Linked DNA regions of Mus musculus: region 2 is linked to region 1. The links are chromatin contacts, called in public Hi-C maps. All regions are on one chromosome and are shown on one strand. Each heading gives the region's core, a stretch centred on a gene start, on an enhancer-like site or on the middle of the called end of the contact. The rest is flanking DNA. Distances are from core to core; before and after follow the strand shown.

Region 1 (3,949 bases), core at 871-3,370:
AAATGGTTCCAGCCAGCCCCACCTCCACACTCAGAGGAGGGGGCAGTGTGGGGACAATGAGCCCTGTGTCTGTGCTCCTGGGGACACAGCCCCGCAGAGGCGGGGAGGGTGTTTTTGTCGCCACCCATGGAGCCTACGACCTTTTAAATACAAAAGGGGGGCAGCAGCTAAGGAAACTGCTCTGTTGATTGTGGAAATTCACTCCCCTTACAGTAAGGAGTAAGGACCATCGCTGCTGGCCTTTGAAGAAAAACTGTGAGAAAAAGAATGGGGGCAGGAGAAGTCCCCCTGCAGCTCTAGCCACCAGACCCTGTTTGAAGCTACTCTCAGTCCCAGCCTCCCAACCCCAAAGGAAAGGCATATTGCCATGCCAGCTTTCAAACGCCACAGGGGAGCCCCCTGGAGCCCACTGGCCTTGAGTCCCTGGTGACTCCCTCCGCTCCCAACTAGTCTCTGCCCTGTCCCTTTCAGCACTGATGCTGAGAGGAGCCAGGCGTCTCACAGGAACAGCCCGCCCGCCTTCTGCTCCCTGTTGCCTGTTTTTTTTTTTTTTTTCCTTCTGCCAAATCTGTTCTCTTCTCCCTGCCTGAAGGGCCTCAGACAAAGCAAGCTACTAAGATCCAAATGTTTCCCGGGATGAGCTGAAGTCTGGGACAAATCAGCTCACCCTCTGCCTTCACCAACCTCCCCTGTCACTGCTCTGATCTCAAAGCACACGCACCCCTGGGCTTCAGGTGCTTGTGGGGTGCATTTCCTCTTCCTACCCGCTCTGTCTGGGTCCTAAGGTTTGGACTTGAATCTCCTTCCTCTGGAGAGCCCTCTCTGACTTCTTATTGAAATGTCTCTCTGTCCTGGTCCTTTTTCTTCCATGTGGAGAGAGCAGACAAGAGCAGGCCCAGAAGCCACACCTCTCATACTGAGTACTCTGGATTCAAGCTACATCACAGATTAGCCCAGGAGTGACCTTGTCCAGGGATGTGGAGCATGGTCTAGGTATCTGGAATTTGGTGCACTTGGCTTCTCTTCTCATGAGAACTCAGTGCAGCCAGGTTTGCTCTCTCTCCTTGAGGACAGTGTGACAGCTGCAACTCCTCTGGGACATGAAAAGGGACCTCTCCAGCTTTAGAGTGCATGAGGGTCGTGCAAGACAGGAATGGCCACAGCCTGATTCCTCACAGCCACCTGCCTACCCTCATCTCTCTCTAAGCCTGCTGACTTCTTTTTGATTGGGTCTCTCTGGGTGTGGGAGTAAACTTCAGCTCTGTGTGGAGAGATCTTGAGCCAAGACCTAGCCCAGCCCCATCCCATCCCAGGCACCCTAGCCAAGAATGCAGGCTAGCCTGGAGTTGGGTCAAGCACACTGCAGGGGCTCCAGGGCAAGGGATAGAAGCAGGCATGTCCTAGAGGAGCTGTCTACTTCAGTATACCCTGGCTGTCTGACCATCAGTGTGAGAATTTCACTGAAGTCTGTTGGCCATGCCTGCCTCTTGTCCTGGGTTCACTCTGAGCTAGCTGGGCCAGGTGAGCAGTGTCTATACCTACCTGGGACTCAGGGTCAATGTGGATCCTATGTGCTTGAGCCTTGTCATCAGGAGCACTGGGCCAGTTCTTATTCTCAGGCCTGTGGCAGGAATTGGGATAGTGAGATATGTCTGCTTATTAGTCTCCATCCCATGCCTGAAACCAGAGCTGGGGGAGAAGAGAAATATCCAACATTCCCCCTCTCTTTAGCATGGTGCTGTCTGCTGAAGCAAGAAGCCACAGCTCAGGTCGTCACCCTCCTGGGGCAGAGCTGTGCTCCCTTTCCTGCCAGTGGCCTGGTGCCTTTCTGGTCTCATTCCTAAAGACCTTGCAGGAGAGGGCTTGCACCTCAGACATTCTCCTCCCTCATGGTGGCCTGCAGAAACTCCACTCCAGGAGGCTCAGGGCACAGCAAGGCAAGCCAGGCCTCACACATGGATAAGCCGGGAGCCAGTGGGAGCCAGTCGGCTCATCCTCTGACCTCCGTAGCCTCTGGCCGGGGCCTGAGTGGCTCTCGGGGAGGTGAAATGGAGGCTGTGGGGGAGCACCTCCCGTCCTGCTGCCTCCACCCACTCAGGCAGAGTCATCACTGAGGTCTGCCCAGCCCAGATGGGAAACAGGCCATTAGGAAATTCCTGCTTCGCCATAGAAACCAAAAGCCAAACACCACTCAGGAGGGAGAAAAACATCGTAAACCTGCCATAAGCAGGACGGGCAGGCCTAAAGGCTGTGGGCCCAGCCCTGCCACTCAGTAGCTCTATGGAAGGCAAGCCAGGAGGGTGTGTGGACCCTGGGTTGGCAGGCGATGTATAATAAGGCTGGTTAGAGTGTGGAAATAATGTTCCTTAACCAAGAGGCCTCCTGAGGCCTCTCAAAGTCTTATGACTGGGGTTGAAGCTCACTCATGCCTCCTTTTCAGGGAAGATTGATTGATTGATGATTGATTGATTGAGGCAAGGTCTCTCTATGTAGTCCTGTGTGTCCTGGAAACTCACTATGTAGACTAGATTGGCCTTGACCTTAAAGAGACCCACCTACCTCTGCTCCCCAGTGTGCCACCATACCCAGCGCAATGGCTCGGTGATTTGACACTACGTCCACATGGATTCTGTGCTTTCATCTCTGTTCACACTGCCCACAGTCTTCTGGGGCCCAATCCTTTCCTCACAGCCCTGGCTCTAGCCACACAGCTAGGTTCCCGAGTGACCCCTTTAAAATATCTCCAACCATGTCTTCTACTTGCTCTGACTTCTAGTCATGACACACCAGGGATGCCCTGTCTGGATGCTTTTCTAAATACCTGCCCAAGAATGGCACAAACCTGTGGTCTAAGGGCCATGAGAGTGGCCTAAGATGTCAGATAAGAACGGAGGGCTTAGTCATGTAGTGGGCTCTCCTTCAGGGCTCCTCGGGTGAGTAGTAAGCTTGTTTAAACAAAAGGAGAAGCAAAGGTTGGGCTATGCAAAGCAACAAGCGATGGCAATAAAGACTATCATGGCAGTGTTGTGGTTGATAGGAGGAAGGTCCTGATCTACAGTACAATGGGATCTGACTTGAACTATTGGAAGCCTGACTTTGGCCCCATAGAAAATAAGTCTAGAAGGAAACAAAGCCTTTCCTGCATATCTCAGGTTGTGGGAGAATCAGTGGGGCACCAGAGGCAGGGAAGCTGTTCTAAGAATGCCAAGTCCCTCACTCTAGCCAGGTCATTAGGCTGGCTGGCCCTCAGCAGAGCCTCTTAAAGAGGTGGAGGATGTGTCTGGGGCCCAGGCATAAGCCTTGAGGAGTGGGCTGAACAGGGAGCAGAGACAGAGGCCTGTAAGGGAGCCCAGTAGAAAGAGGGTTGGGTTGAGGGTCTAGTCTAGGTGGCCACGTGGTCAAATTGCCCCAAGTCTGGTGTGTGAGGGAGGACTGGAGATGGTGGAGGGAGGGAGAGTCTTAGGGTGTCATTCTGACTGAGAGAGCCTGGCACCTCCTTACTACTCAGTGTCAAGGTCACAAGGCAGCCCTTGATTTAGGATTGGAGAGGTTTGGGGTCTGCATAAAGCACTTGTTGGAAGTCAGACGGCACTGTGACATGGACCATGGACACTCATCTGTCCCGTGGCCACACTGCATGCTGGGGCTGTAATTCCCAAAATGCAACACAGCAGTGGCCTTCTGGCTCCATCCATGCCTAGATCGGAACAAATGACCAGGAAAGGAAGGAAGGAAGGAAAGGGGACCTCCACCCTGCTACCATCCCTGACATCATTCTCTCTGGGAATCTCCTGACTCAGGACCCTTTGAGCCTCCTCACAGCTCTGCCATCCCTAGGGCTGCCCTCATTTAGCTAGAGAACAAAGCCAGAGGTGAGTCAGGGCCCAGGAACCCAGCCAAGCTGGGAGGCCTCAGAGGCTACTTGCGGGCAAAGCTTTCCTTAACCAGC
Region 2 (3,847 bases), core at 161-2,660, 350 kb after region 1:
TATGTTAACTCAAGTGAAGTTGTTCCTGTGTCAAGTTTGCAAGAAAGTTCATCAAATGAGGTAACATTTTCATTTTTTTTCAATTGCTGAAAAAAATAGTTATTACACTGTGCCCTGAGACTAACATCTTTCCTGTGTGTTGAGAAGAACCTGATGCTAGATCTGTGACCTGCACTCCCCCCTCCACTTGCATAAACTGCCTTCTTACTCTGCACATAGAATCATTTGAAGCACAACACTTGAAATTTGTCCTGGTTTAAATTGTCTAATTTTCCATTTGTAACCTATATCTATGGTGTCATACAAAAAGTGATGGCCAAACTGAATGCCAGGAAGCTGCTGCCTATGTTCTCTTTAAAGAGCTGCATATAAGATCTCATAGTTAGGCGTAAAAATCTACTTTGACTTACTTGTTTTGTGAGCATCTAACTTCACTTTTACATGGAGGTCTCAGTTTTAACACTGCCATTAAAATAATTAATTATCTGGGAATTTTATTATATATAAAGTTAAGTACAATAATTCTAGATTACAAATGTTTTGTTTTATTGTGTGTTTTGCAACTAGAACTTATTATGTAGTCCAGGTTAAACTCAGTTTTATAATTTCCCAAATGCTTAGATTACAGGCAAGTGCCATCATACCTGTGTATACACACACGTGCACACATGCACACACACATGCACGCACACACACATAATCCACAATGGAACATGGTAGTATTGACTCATAAATGGGTAGGAAGTGACTGAATTCAGAAACTGGATAGCACTTTTAGAAATTCTTGTTGAAACTTCTAGATGTTTCTATGATTGTTTTATTTATTTATTATTTGGATCTGTATGTGTGGTGTGTGCATGTGTGTTCTCATTGTATGGGCACACAAGTGTGTGTGTGTGTGTGTGTGTGTGTGTGTGCATGTGTGTGTGTGCGTGTGTGCGTGTGTGTGTGTGTGTGTGTGTGTGTGTGTTTCTGAGGTTGACATCAAGTTGCTTCCCACCTTGTATGTTGAGGTCTCTCTCTGAACCCAGAACTCCCAGTTTGGGTGAGCCTGGCTAGCCAGTTTGTTCAGGGGATTTTGTTTCTGCCTCCCTGGTGCCTGGATGACATGAGGCTACCATACTTGCCCGACATTTTCATGGGTGTGAGGGATCCAAAGTCTGGTCCTCACACTTTATTTTTTTAGCCTCTTATCTTTATTTAGCTTTATTTAGCTTATCTTTGTTTGCCTTCCCCACTTAGGCTTCCGTTAGGAACAGGCTTTCCCCATCTTCTATGGTTTAGCCCGAGTAAAAGGGAAAGGGCTTGTTCTTCTGTGTATATGTATTTCCGGATTGGATAAGGACTCCTGATAGCTTTGCCTGCGTCACATGCCTGTCCTGGTCTCTCTGCCGTTGCCAGGGAGATGAAACTGTAATTGTCTAAGCCTGGGTTTCCTGCCCACTGCTGTGGTCATAGAACAAGATTTAAAACCCAAACTTGCTGAGCTTATGAAACAAGTTGCCTTTCTCCATTACACTGATTTCACGGTATTTGGTATTGGGCAGAGTAATGTTGAGATCATCCCAAATTGCATTCCTTTCCAGAGAATTTGTTTTTCCATCCTGTAACTTGTAAATTAAAAGCTTTCTTAATCCCAGCACTTGGAGGGAAGAAATAAGGATCCCAAGGCCAGCCTGGCCTACGCAGGGAAGCCCTGCTTCAGGAAAGGACGCCTTCTTTTGAGGACATGTTGGAGTGTGATGCTTGAGTTCCAGGACAGCCAGGGCTACACAGAGAAACCCTGTCTCAAAAAAAAAAAAAAAAAAGTAGGATGGGAAACTTTAGGAATATATTGAGCCAGTTACCTTTATCTTACAGAATTCTTTTTTAGCTAAGATACTTTGTTACAGCTCTGATTATTCCTTAATTTATTCCTTGGTAATATACATTTTTAACATTTTGGGTGGGGTTTTTATTGGTTTAATCTTTTCTCTCATTTTTTATAGCCACTGATTTTTTCCACATATATTTTGGGAGCACTTTCCTATTATTTCCCTCAAAAAAAAAAAAAAACCCACTGGAAATAAAAACCATCTAGTTTTTATCTGACCGCATCTGTATACACTGGTATTGCCCAGCACTTGGCCTGGAAAAGCTTCGAGTCTTAGGAAAGGCTTTATCTGTAGAGCAGCTTTTGATCCCAGCAAAGAGCAGTGAGTGTCGGTCCTGTCAGATCAGTTTACTAATTCATTAATTGACTAAGTAGATGGTTCAATTCAAATACAGTCCTTTTCTGTGTTCACCCTAGAGAGAGGTGCTGAGTAGAGAGGAACATGGACAGCTCTTTCCTTCAGGGATTCTGTTTCTTGAGGAGGATGGTGAAGCTTTGGTCTCATCTGTTCATGTATCAGTGGAGATGCTCTCCTGCTGCACATGTAGCAAAGTGTGAACACTTCACCCAGTGTGTTTCTCTTTTCTGGAGCATGAGCTTGTTGAAGAGGCTGTGACAAATGCTATACAGTAGGTGGTTTCTTTAAACAAGAGAACACAGTTCAGGAATCAGGATGTTAGCAGGGCACAGCTCCTCAAACCCACTGGAGGCGGATCTTTCTTCTGTCAAGCTAGGTGACGTCACTTTGTGGCTGGGGTACCATAGGTTCAGTCTTTGCCAACTCTCATATGGCTGTCTTCTCTCTTTGTGTGTCTTTGTGTCTTCACAAACATTTTTCCTGTGGGTCAGTATCCAAGTTTTCTGTTTTTATAAGGACACAGGTTACACTGAACTAGGACCGATTCTAACTTGGTGAAATCTGTAACGACAGCATTTCCAAGTAAAGTCACCTTCACAGTTGTTGATATCTTCCTAGAAGAATATGGTTCTGCCCATGGTATTGTTTTCCTGTCTAATCAATCCAGACTCTTTTGTTAATTATTTATACAACATTTTAGATCTGACGTCCATCAAATTTTAACTCACTTAAACAAGTTTCTGCTAGAATTTGCTTTATATGCCTAGACACAGTTGTCTGTCATCCTGAGATTTGCCTGAATCACAATTCTGGGGAATTCACTTCACAAAGCTACTATCCACACTCCCCACCCTGTAGCTAGCTAGCTGCCCCCCTCCTCCTGCCCTACAGTTAGAGAGGTGAACCCTCCTCTAGCCCTTATGAAGGAGAGTGGATTTTTTAGGATTGTTGATGACAGAACAGGTTTTAATTCCATCCTCACAGTTGAAGAATCACCTAATCTAGTTAGAGAATTGGAGATACAAATAATTTTCTTCTGGATTTCTCTAGCACTACCTCATCAGGGTTTTAGCTCCCTGTATTTTGAGGAACCATGTTGATTGTTTTGTTTTTCCCTGTTTCAGAAACTGGAAAAAAATCTTGTCTTTGGATCCTGTGTTTTGAAATTTCTTGCCATGTCTCACTCTTTCTCATTGTGGTGTGCCAGAATGTTACGAATTTTACTTGTGTGTGCATAGATGTGCATGTATGGAGTTACAGATGTGTGCAGATGCCATAGTCCACATGTAGATGCCCGAGAACAGCCTCTGGTATTGGGCCTTGCCTTCCACCTTGTTTGAAAATCCCCTAAAATGATTTGAGACAAGAGAATCCCAGAGGTTTGTGGACTAGCCACCCTCTAATGTATAGCATTAAACAACAAGCAACCCTCCCCTTGTCTTCCTCCTCCACTTTGTTCCCCTTATTCTCCACTAGACATATATACTCCACAAGAACATGCACACACATATACACTCTCTCTGTATGCTAATGACTTATGCAGTTGTAGTTAGTATTATAGATGTGGAAAGATAATTGAACAGTCTCAGTTATAAGTAGTGCTTGTCAGCTGTGAA

What was found. A called contact is a pair of places that touch in the nucleus more often than the background predicts.
Region 2: a Hi-C map of muscle stem cells shows a contact between it and region 1, with 2.5 times the contacts expected there. The contact joins two enhancer-like sites. A contact is called at or near these places in 1 of 484 Hi-C or Micro-C datasets (muscle stem cells) and 2 of 115 datasets of contacts at active chromatin or transcription factors (both in embryonic stem cells).

Annotation. Positions count from the first base shown.
Region 1 is chr11:54,058,396-54,062,344 of GRCm38.p6, forward strand. Pdlim4 (PDZ and LIM domain 4) reads right to left here. Exons shown (of 7, transcript NM_019417.3): 3 at 1,543-1,621. Among named protein-coding and RNA genes, the nearest start is that of Pdlim4, 8.6 kb to the right of the region's middle. RefSeq lists an enhancer at 1-1,020. Within about 2 kb of position 2,121, at least 164 of the 459 cell types and tissues checked have an H3K27ac peak or open chromatin away from gene starts, as enhancers often do. A contact at or near this core is called in muscle stem cells, where this site is marked.
Region 2 is chr11:54,411,856-54,415,702 of GRCm38.p6, forward strand. It overlaps Meikin (meiotic kinetochore factor), which reads left to right. Exons shown (of 14, transcript NM_029105.2): 12 at 1-60. Among named protein-coding and RNA genes, the nearest start is that of Fnip1, 24 kb to the right of the region's middle. Within about 2 kb of position 1,411, at least 55 of the 459 cell types and tissues checked have an H3K27ac peak or open chromatin away from gene starts, as enhancers often do. A contact at or near this core is called in muscle stem cells, where this site is marked.